2 separate regions of the Mus musculus genome follow, and region 2 is linked to region 1. Evidence: chromatin contacts called from public HiCAR-type data. All regions are on one chromosome and are shown on one strand. The core of a region is the stretch at or near the end of the contact, and the rest is flanking DNA. Distances in the headings are between cores, read along the strand shown. Region 1 has its middle 4.2 kb from the start of Mir6419. Region 2 has its middle 160 kb from the start of H2al2a.

Region 1 (3,867 bases), core at 468-2,967:
GTGTCCACACTTCAGTCTTCATTCTTCTTGAGTTTCGTGTGTTTAGCAAATTGTATCTTATATCTTGGGTATCCTAGGTTTTGGGCTAATATCCACTTATCAGTGAGTACATATTGTGTGAGGGTTAGGGATTTTAAAAGAAACCTGTTTATCTAACCATCAAATGAAACTTTCATAGGGATATAGATTTTTTGAATATTCATTTAGCTCTTTCCATGATTATGGTACAGGGGAAAAAAAACCTACCTCAAAAGCCAGTGACTTGACAATAGCTCTCACTTATTTTTCTTGGTCATGGGTGGGAAAATTAGCCATTGTATCTACTCAGCTCCACATCTCAGAGGAAGTTCATTTCTGTCTCTTGTGTTTTCTCATTCTCCTAGATCAGTAGCTACCCAGAATGTAGTCCTATGGTAAGTGGCAGTGGTTCCAGGAGACATACTATGCAGAGAGGAACATCCAAGACCTCTGCTGAGATCATGTCTGCTCCAAGTCTATTGGCTGGCATGAGTCACATAATGAAGGCATGGCTGACATCAATGGGGTGATAACATCTTGACCAACAGAATATCCTATAAAGTCATGAGGCAACAGCATAAGAATATATGCCTGAAAGGGAGATGTGATGAATGGGGGCAATCATTGTAATGGAGTATAGAAGTTACCCCTCCATATCTACAGCATACCACCCTAACTATTAAGGAGAAAATACATTGGTTTCCTATGACATAGAGGGCTTCAGCCACCTCTCACCTCCATCCTCATCTGACCCAGTGGTACCTTATATCATAGATCAAGATTAGATCAGATCCCCAAAATGTCAAATTAGGCTACAGCCACATAAAGAACTACACCACTTTACAACAAAATCATTTCACAGCACATACTTGAATGTTAGTATTTCTTCAATTACCAAATTCTTCCTGCATGCTAATTTAATCTGCCTTTCAGGCCAGCTAGCTAAATCATGTTTTCTCACATTTTGAATTACACCGTCCTAAATGGAATACACCTTGTCACAGAGTCATTTATTTGATGTCATAGTTAATTGCTCTCTTTAGTCCCCGCATGTGTAGTCAATTTATCAGACAAAACGTATTTGAACTTGAAACTGATTCCATGGAAGTGAGGCTAGAGGCAAAGTGCAGCTAAGGCATCTCCAGAGGGATCTTTCAGTGAATTTAATCTATGACATCCAAAAAAGAGTAATTGCATCTACTATATACATAAATCTCAGCCCTGGAAATCCCGGCAGTAATTGATGAATATGAAGATGATTCAAATGTAATTAATTTAATGTCTTTTGCTTTCAAAATTCAGACTAAGACATAATTTGTTTCATTGACCAGGATCTAAGAAGTCGGGCATTTTAATGCTATATCAAGCTACCTCAGAAAATTAAGGGGTGGCCCTGTCTTTATAGTCACCTCTCCTGTTAGCAACCACAGATGCCTGCACTGAATCAGAAAACTCTTGAGTGGTCCCCTCACTTCTGATGCAAAGAACCAACTTCAAAATAAGGGGAAATGTAGAGAAATTATCTTAGAGGGAAATTTTTACTCAGCATCTCCCAGCAACTTAGAGCAAGAGTTCAAGGACAGCAGAGTCAGAATGGAGATTCTGACATCATAAGGATGATTTCAGTGGATAGGGACAGTGGCCAGTGCTGCCTTACTGGGACAGAGGATATATCATCACATCAAGTGTGAAGACAGATGTTTGGCCACCCTACCCGTGAGAAGTGTGGGGTGGGGAGCACAGGGCCATAGCTGCCATTTCTGTGCCGAAATAAACCTGCCACATAAAAGGAAAAGGGTTCCTGAGCTTGATTAAGACCTAAAAGTAGAGATTTTTCCTGTTCCGTGCAATTATGAGGAGTTTCTCAGCAACACTCAGGAATACCAATGAGCAGCTCTATGGTAACCAAGGAGACAAATCCACCAGCAAAAGTAAGTGGGAGGGGCTAGGAAAGCAGAGAGAAACCCCCAACTTTACTGTTCTTCTCTTCATAAACTACAGCTAACACAAAACATGCTGAGAGGGGCTGATATTGTCTTTTAATTCACCAAACCTACTTTCGTGGCTTATTCTTGCACCATCTTTACACATCAGAAGGTGATGAAGCTGTTTCTGAGCTTTCTAAAAACACTGCTCAGTTAGAAAAATCACCACTCCTGAGTGGAGAAGCTGGAGATGCTGGGTGCTCAGAGCAGGGGCTCTCACTTCATCCCAACCAGCTCACCCTCTGTGGGATGAATGCTTCTTCCTTTACAGTGGATGCTATTGTTGTTTTTAACTTTGGACTCCCTTTTTTTACAGTCTTAACCAGGAATCTTCCAGGACCAGACTCCCTCCCACAACTAATCTCCACCAGAAAGTGCCAGAGAACAGCATGACCTGACTCTTAACTCAGATGACTCTACATGGGAGTCTGACGCCCCCAAACTCCTCATGAACCTGAGAAAGTTCAGACTTTCTAGATGCTTCTTAGAGAGAAGAATGATCAGTCACTGTGATGCCGACCCTAGCTGGGAGCTACAGCGTTGCCAGGAAACATCCAGCTCGTTGAAATTATTGCCTTCCCAGCAGAGTATATTTTACATAAAATATGCCCCAAATAACTACATCTTCTCACACAACTGAGACTTGCTACTTGAAATGTCTTGAAGTATGAATGTTTTTGCTTGGATTGTTCACCTAATAGTGTGATTGCTCTTGGTTCAAGACGTTGAGCACAAAGAGAGATGCTAATGTATTTTAATCATCAATAGAGTGCCTTAAAGTTTGTGAAAGTTGCCTATGGATTTTAAAGGTAACTTTACTCACTTACTTGTTTACTGCTACTTTAAAATTCTACAAATTTAACCATTTGGGTGTGTATAAGTAAAATAAGTAAATATACATATTTGTACTTCTTTTTTGATACCAGGTCTTAGTATGTACCTCTAGCTGCTCTAAAACTTGCTACATAGGCCAAACTGGCACTCAGAGAGGTCCTTTGCCTCTGCTTCCACCGTGCTGGGATTAAAGGTATTCATCACCATGCCTGGCTTTTAAAGGTTATCCCTGGCCTTGAACTCAGAAATCCCCCTGCCTCTGCCTCCCGAGTGCTGGGATTAAAGGCATGTGCCACCACGCCCGGCTTCTGTCTCCTCTTCTTAACTTCAGAAAGATTAACCCTGAAGTCCATGACTAGGCCCTGTCAATGAGCTCATCCTAGCTCCTCTATGTTGCTTAAACTTTGTTCATTTTAGCTAAGGGTGTACTCAGTGATAGAGCACCTGGCTCGTGTACACAAGTCCCTGTTTTCAGTCACCAGCACTGAAAAAGAAAACAAACAACACAAAACAAAAATAAATAAGTAAATTAAATAAGTAAAAACTTCAAACTTCAAGTTGATTCCAATAGATCCCAGACTTCAAATTCTTCAGATACACCATCTCCTGAGATCCATTCATGCTACAATAACATTTTGTGACTACCTACTCAAAACTTAAAATAGCCTCTATGCCACAGAACTAGCAAGAAATAGCAGGTATTTTAAAACAAAATCTTAGTCTTTGCTCTTCTGTTCAACTTTAAAGGTTCCATATCAAGTTTTTGGACACTACTTCTCCCCAGAGGTGAGGAAAGCCAACAAAGTTTCCAAATGCTACTTCTGTGATACTTCCTTGCTTTCCTACTCCCTATGTCTCTTCCTGGGATACAGGAAATAGTCATTGTGTTTAATACTGAACAGTTACTCTAGGCACTGTGATGTGAAACTATGTAGCAGAGTCAGGGTCCCTGCAGTGATGGCTGTACTTAGAGCGTTCACCTGTCAGGTGCCTGTCTTGTCCTAAAACTGCTAGTTCATTCATATGTTCC
Region 2 (3,867 bases), core at 590-3,089, 280 kb after region 1:
CAGCTAGGAGTCAGCCATCCAACCCTGATCAGCTTCAGAGCCACTTCCCAAAGGCCCGGAAGGTTCTGGAGGGTTCCCAGGGTCTGTAGTGTGCCAGCCTCACCGACAGGACCTACTGAGTCCAGTCAATCTCCTGGGCTCCTTCACTGCATTATTAAGTGTTTGACTGGCTTGTTTGCAGCCAAAAGCATTTACTTTTAATTTAGACAATTTCCCCCTTTTTAATTTTGCCTGCCTTTGAAATAGGTCTGCAGAGCGATGCTGTGTCACAGACTGCCCTTGATGTCTGTGTTCATTTGTTAGCATATTTGGCGTATCTGCAGCCAAGAAGCCGTAGGCACTGGATCGTTATGTTCCTCTGTTTTCCCTTTTCAAGGATTCTGTTAAAATCCATAATGTAACCAGACAAGCAGAACATTCAGGCATTCTTCTGAAAGTTAAGCCTTCTGCCTCTGCACCTCCAGTCAGTTCCTGCTTCGTACCTGGCGTCTCTGAAAGAGAAGAACGCTGCCCTTCCGTGTGCCCTCACTAAAGTCTCGGCCACACACAAGGCAGTACCTCCATTAGCCCAGAGCACTTTTCTTTGTTTTCCATCATGCTTCCAGGAGCAGCAAGCAACAAACAACAAACAAGCAACATGTGCAAAACATCAACAGATATCGTACGCTTCAAATCTCAGGGCAGCGGGGGAGGCTGCTGTGGGCAGGAAGCATGCCATTCAAGTTGGTACAGAGGGATAGTCAATTGCAATGATCGCTTTGATCTGCTGATCCCCTTATCGGATTCCTCTCTGCGATTCTGCTTATGGGGAGAGTTTTTTTCTCTCTCATCACTAATCATCTTGCAGGTCCTGGTTTATACCTATTAGACTAAACACACCCTGGGGAAGTAGTGGCTAACTCTGGTCTGTACACATCTGAGATGTCAAAGCGGCAGGAATCCACAGAGCTCCGGGCTTCTCTGATTAATGTCACCGACATGAAACATCCAAATTCTCTGAAAACAAAGCGACTTTCTTTGGACTCCAACTTCAATTCTAGCCTTCAAAAAAGGATGCTGAGGACCATGATGGAATTGTTTCCACCCTGGGTGTCTTACCTTTGAAATAAAGGGGTGTATCACCTTTGACACACACCCACATGCCCAAGGCAACCCATCTTCCTGGCCCTGTCTCTCACTCCCGGCTGTTGCCATGGTTTGCTCAGAAGAGCAGCTGCCCAGAGACAGCATGGAAATGGAGTGCACACTGAGTCAGTCCAAGTATCGTCTAGGATAATGAGCAGAGGTCTCAGGATTTTGAAAGCCAAAATGCCCTGTCTTTTGTAAGGCTGCCCTCAATGGAAAGGGGACAAAGGGAGGAAGGCCTAAGTAAAACAGACTTTGTCTTATTAACCTGGTGCACACGCCTGTGATCGGTGGCTTAGCTGGCAAATTGCAAGGACCTCGATGGGAGATTCAGAATGCAACAAGTGGATGTTGCTATGGAAACGGATCAAATGAACCCCAAGAATGAAGGCCCTCAGCCTGGGGAGAATGCTGGAAGAGGGTGGATGTTGCTTTGAATGCGCTGAGCTGATGTCGGAAGCCCGTGCAAGGGGAACGGCTTCCGAGGCTCTCGCTAACTTGGCGTCCTGAGGGCGACACGAGAAGCTTGCCCCAGGTCAGTTGGTTTAGAAAAAGACGAAGACGTTCTCTGCCCCTCGGCTGAGGACCCAGGCTGCATGAACCTCTGCTAGCTCCAGACTCAGTTGGCCCGAGGCCTGCTGTCCACAGGGCCTGGGAAGTGTGTTCCATCTACAAAAGTCCCTACCCCCATCCTTCGGTGCCAAGGCTGGAAACTCTGGGTGAAACAAAGGAAAGAGACAAACTGGGGCTTTGACTCACTCAAAGAATGGGCAGTCGGGCAGTGGGAGGGTTTACTCTCAGGAAGTGATCAGATTCAAGGTCATACTCCCAAACCCTCCCTCCAAGAAATGCTTCATTTTCCAGATAAAATTAGACTGTGTCAGAGCACACTGGATAAATTTAGGGTTCTACCCTGAGGCTTGGGTTGGGGACAGAGCTGGATTTAATAACATCTGTCATCCCTTCCAGACCCGTGATTCTGTGATAATTGGCTGGCGGGAGCACTGGTTTTCCAGGACACCCATGATTACAAGGCACTCTTTAAATGCACCGTGTAGACACTCCAAACAGCACAGTTGTAGATAATTACCCAGTTGGGAGTTTCTATATATGTAATAACTAACACAGGATAGGCTAGTCAGAGTCAGGGGGCCAGAAAGGTTCTCTGAAAAGGAGAAGTCAGTCCTCGGGGTCCTGAAGGAAGCACGTGAGTCTTCTACTTTGCTCTACTCTATCTACTGTGTGCACAGATGGAGTTCTGTGTCTGGGGTGCTCAAAGTCACAGTAACAAGCCCAAGGGTGGCCATAACAGCGCCAAACAGAGAGGAACACTGAGTTCTAGGCTTTATCCAAAGCTGAGCACCACTCATGCAAAAACCCACAGTGCTCCACAATGTGAAACAGGTTCAATGCCCGTGAGATATGACAAGTCTTCATTCAACACAAACCTTGTTTCAAGCTCAAACTTATTTAAAAATACTGTATTAATTTGCATCTGGATTATGTGCATAAAGTATATATGAAACATGAGTCTTAGGCTTAATGTCAAGTATCAGTCTCAAGCTATTTCCCTACATGTACGCAAACATTTCCTACTTCTGAAACACTCAGAACCTGACTTTTGGAAGATAAGAGTATCAGGTCAAAGCTGTAAGCACGTGAGTTGGGATCTGTGGTCATTTGAATGAAAATGGCCCAATCAAAGAAAACACATGGTGGGACTCATGGCTCTAGCTGCGTATGTAGCAGAGGATGGCCTAGTGCCAACCACAATTCAGCTTTAGTATTTAAAATGCACCCCTCTCACAGCTTGTGACCACTCAGAAGAGAATGATAACTACAAAATCAGGATGATGTCAACAAAAGTATGGGACAGATCTGGAGGTAGTGTACAACTTGTAATGTGCTCAGAAAAATTAAGACTTAAGACGCTATATCCAAGTTTATGATAGTTTACATGGTGTGTAGACTATAACTACTCGGTGGATTTTAGTTACCATATCTGATCAATTTTAGATCTTAAACATAGTTCAGTGGTAGGACACTTGGCTAGCATGTAATGTGCCTGAGTTCAGTCCTTAACACTGAAACAATAGTGACAATGACAATAATAATAATATCTTGCCACATCTACTCAGGAGATTAAAGCAAGAAAATTACATCAGCCCTGGAGTTCAAGGTCAGCTTGGGCAATAAGGTGACTCTGCCACTCAATATGGTAATAGTAACAATAATAACGATAACCGTAATAGCATTAAAAGTCTATTTTGGTCACTGTGAGATCTGAATGTCTCATGAGAATGCAAAAAAAGCAATTCTTCCTGGGAGCAACAGAAATAAGGGTGTTTGTGACTTGTCCCATCTCCCTCTGGACAGGCCTCTCCTGAAGGCATTTCTAGTAGAATGTCAGTTTGGCGCCTCTGAGAGGGCACAGCTGTGTGGAGGCACACAGTAAGACAGACAACTCCAACTGCTGTCTCAGGCAGGGCTGGACTGAAGCCAACAGGCCTACCTCCCTGAGATGAGAACAAGAAACAAGAATGCCTGTGACAGCCATCTCCTGAGTTTCACGGAGATGAGATCTTCAGGATAAAACCTTGCAAGAGCTCTGAGATTCTTGGGAGCACAATGAATGGAGTTGCTTTCATCTTCCTTATCCTCTAAAGAGTGGGTGTTTAATATTCCAAAGCAGGCCAATTTGTCAAACAAAATAATAAATGCTTATGGTTGGAAATACCCAGC

Evidence for each region. HiCAR-type assays count read pairs that join an accessible place to other places.
Region 2: a contact with region 1 is called in a HiCAR-type map of astrocytes, with 2.2 times the contacts expected there. The contact joins two enhancer-like sites. A contact is called at or near these places in 4 of 39 promoter capture datasets (embryonic stem cells, hippocampal neurons, liver and 1 more), 1 of 115 datasets of contacts at active chromatin or transcription factors (astrocytes) and 1 of 9 other capture datasets (embryonic stem cells).

The regions. Positions count from the first base shown.
Region 1 is chr2:17,557,379-17,561,245 of GRCm38.p6, forward strand. It overlaps a transcript of Nebl not described here. Among named protein-coding and RNA genes, the nearest start is that of Mir6419, 4.2 kb to the right of the region's middle. Within about 2 kb of position 1,718, at least 18 of the 459 cell types and tissues checked have an H3K27ac peak or open chromatin away from gene starts, as enhancers often do. A contact at or near this core is called in astrocytes, where this site is marked.
Region 2 is chr2:17,837,717-17,841,583 of GRCm38.p6, forward strand. No RefSeq gene overlaps it. Among named protein-coding and RNA genes, the nearest start is that of H2al2a, 160 kb to the right of the region's middle. Within about 2 kb of position 1,840, at least 33 of the 459 cell types and tissues checked have an H3K27ac peak or open chromatin away from gene starts, as enhancers often do. A contact at or near this core is called in astrocytes, where this site is marked.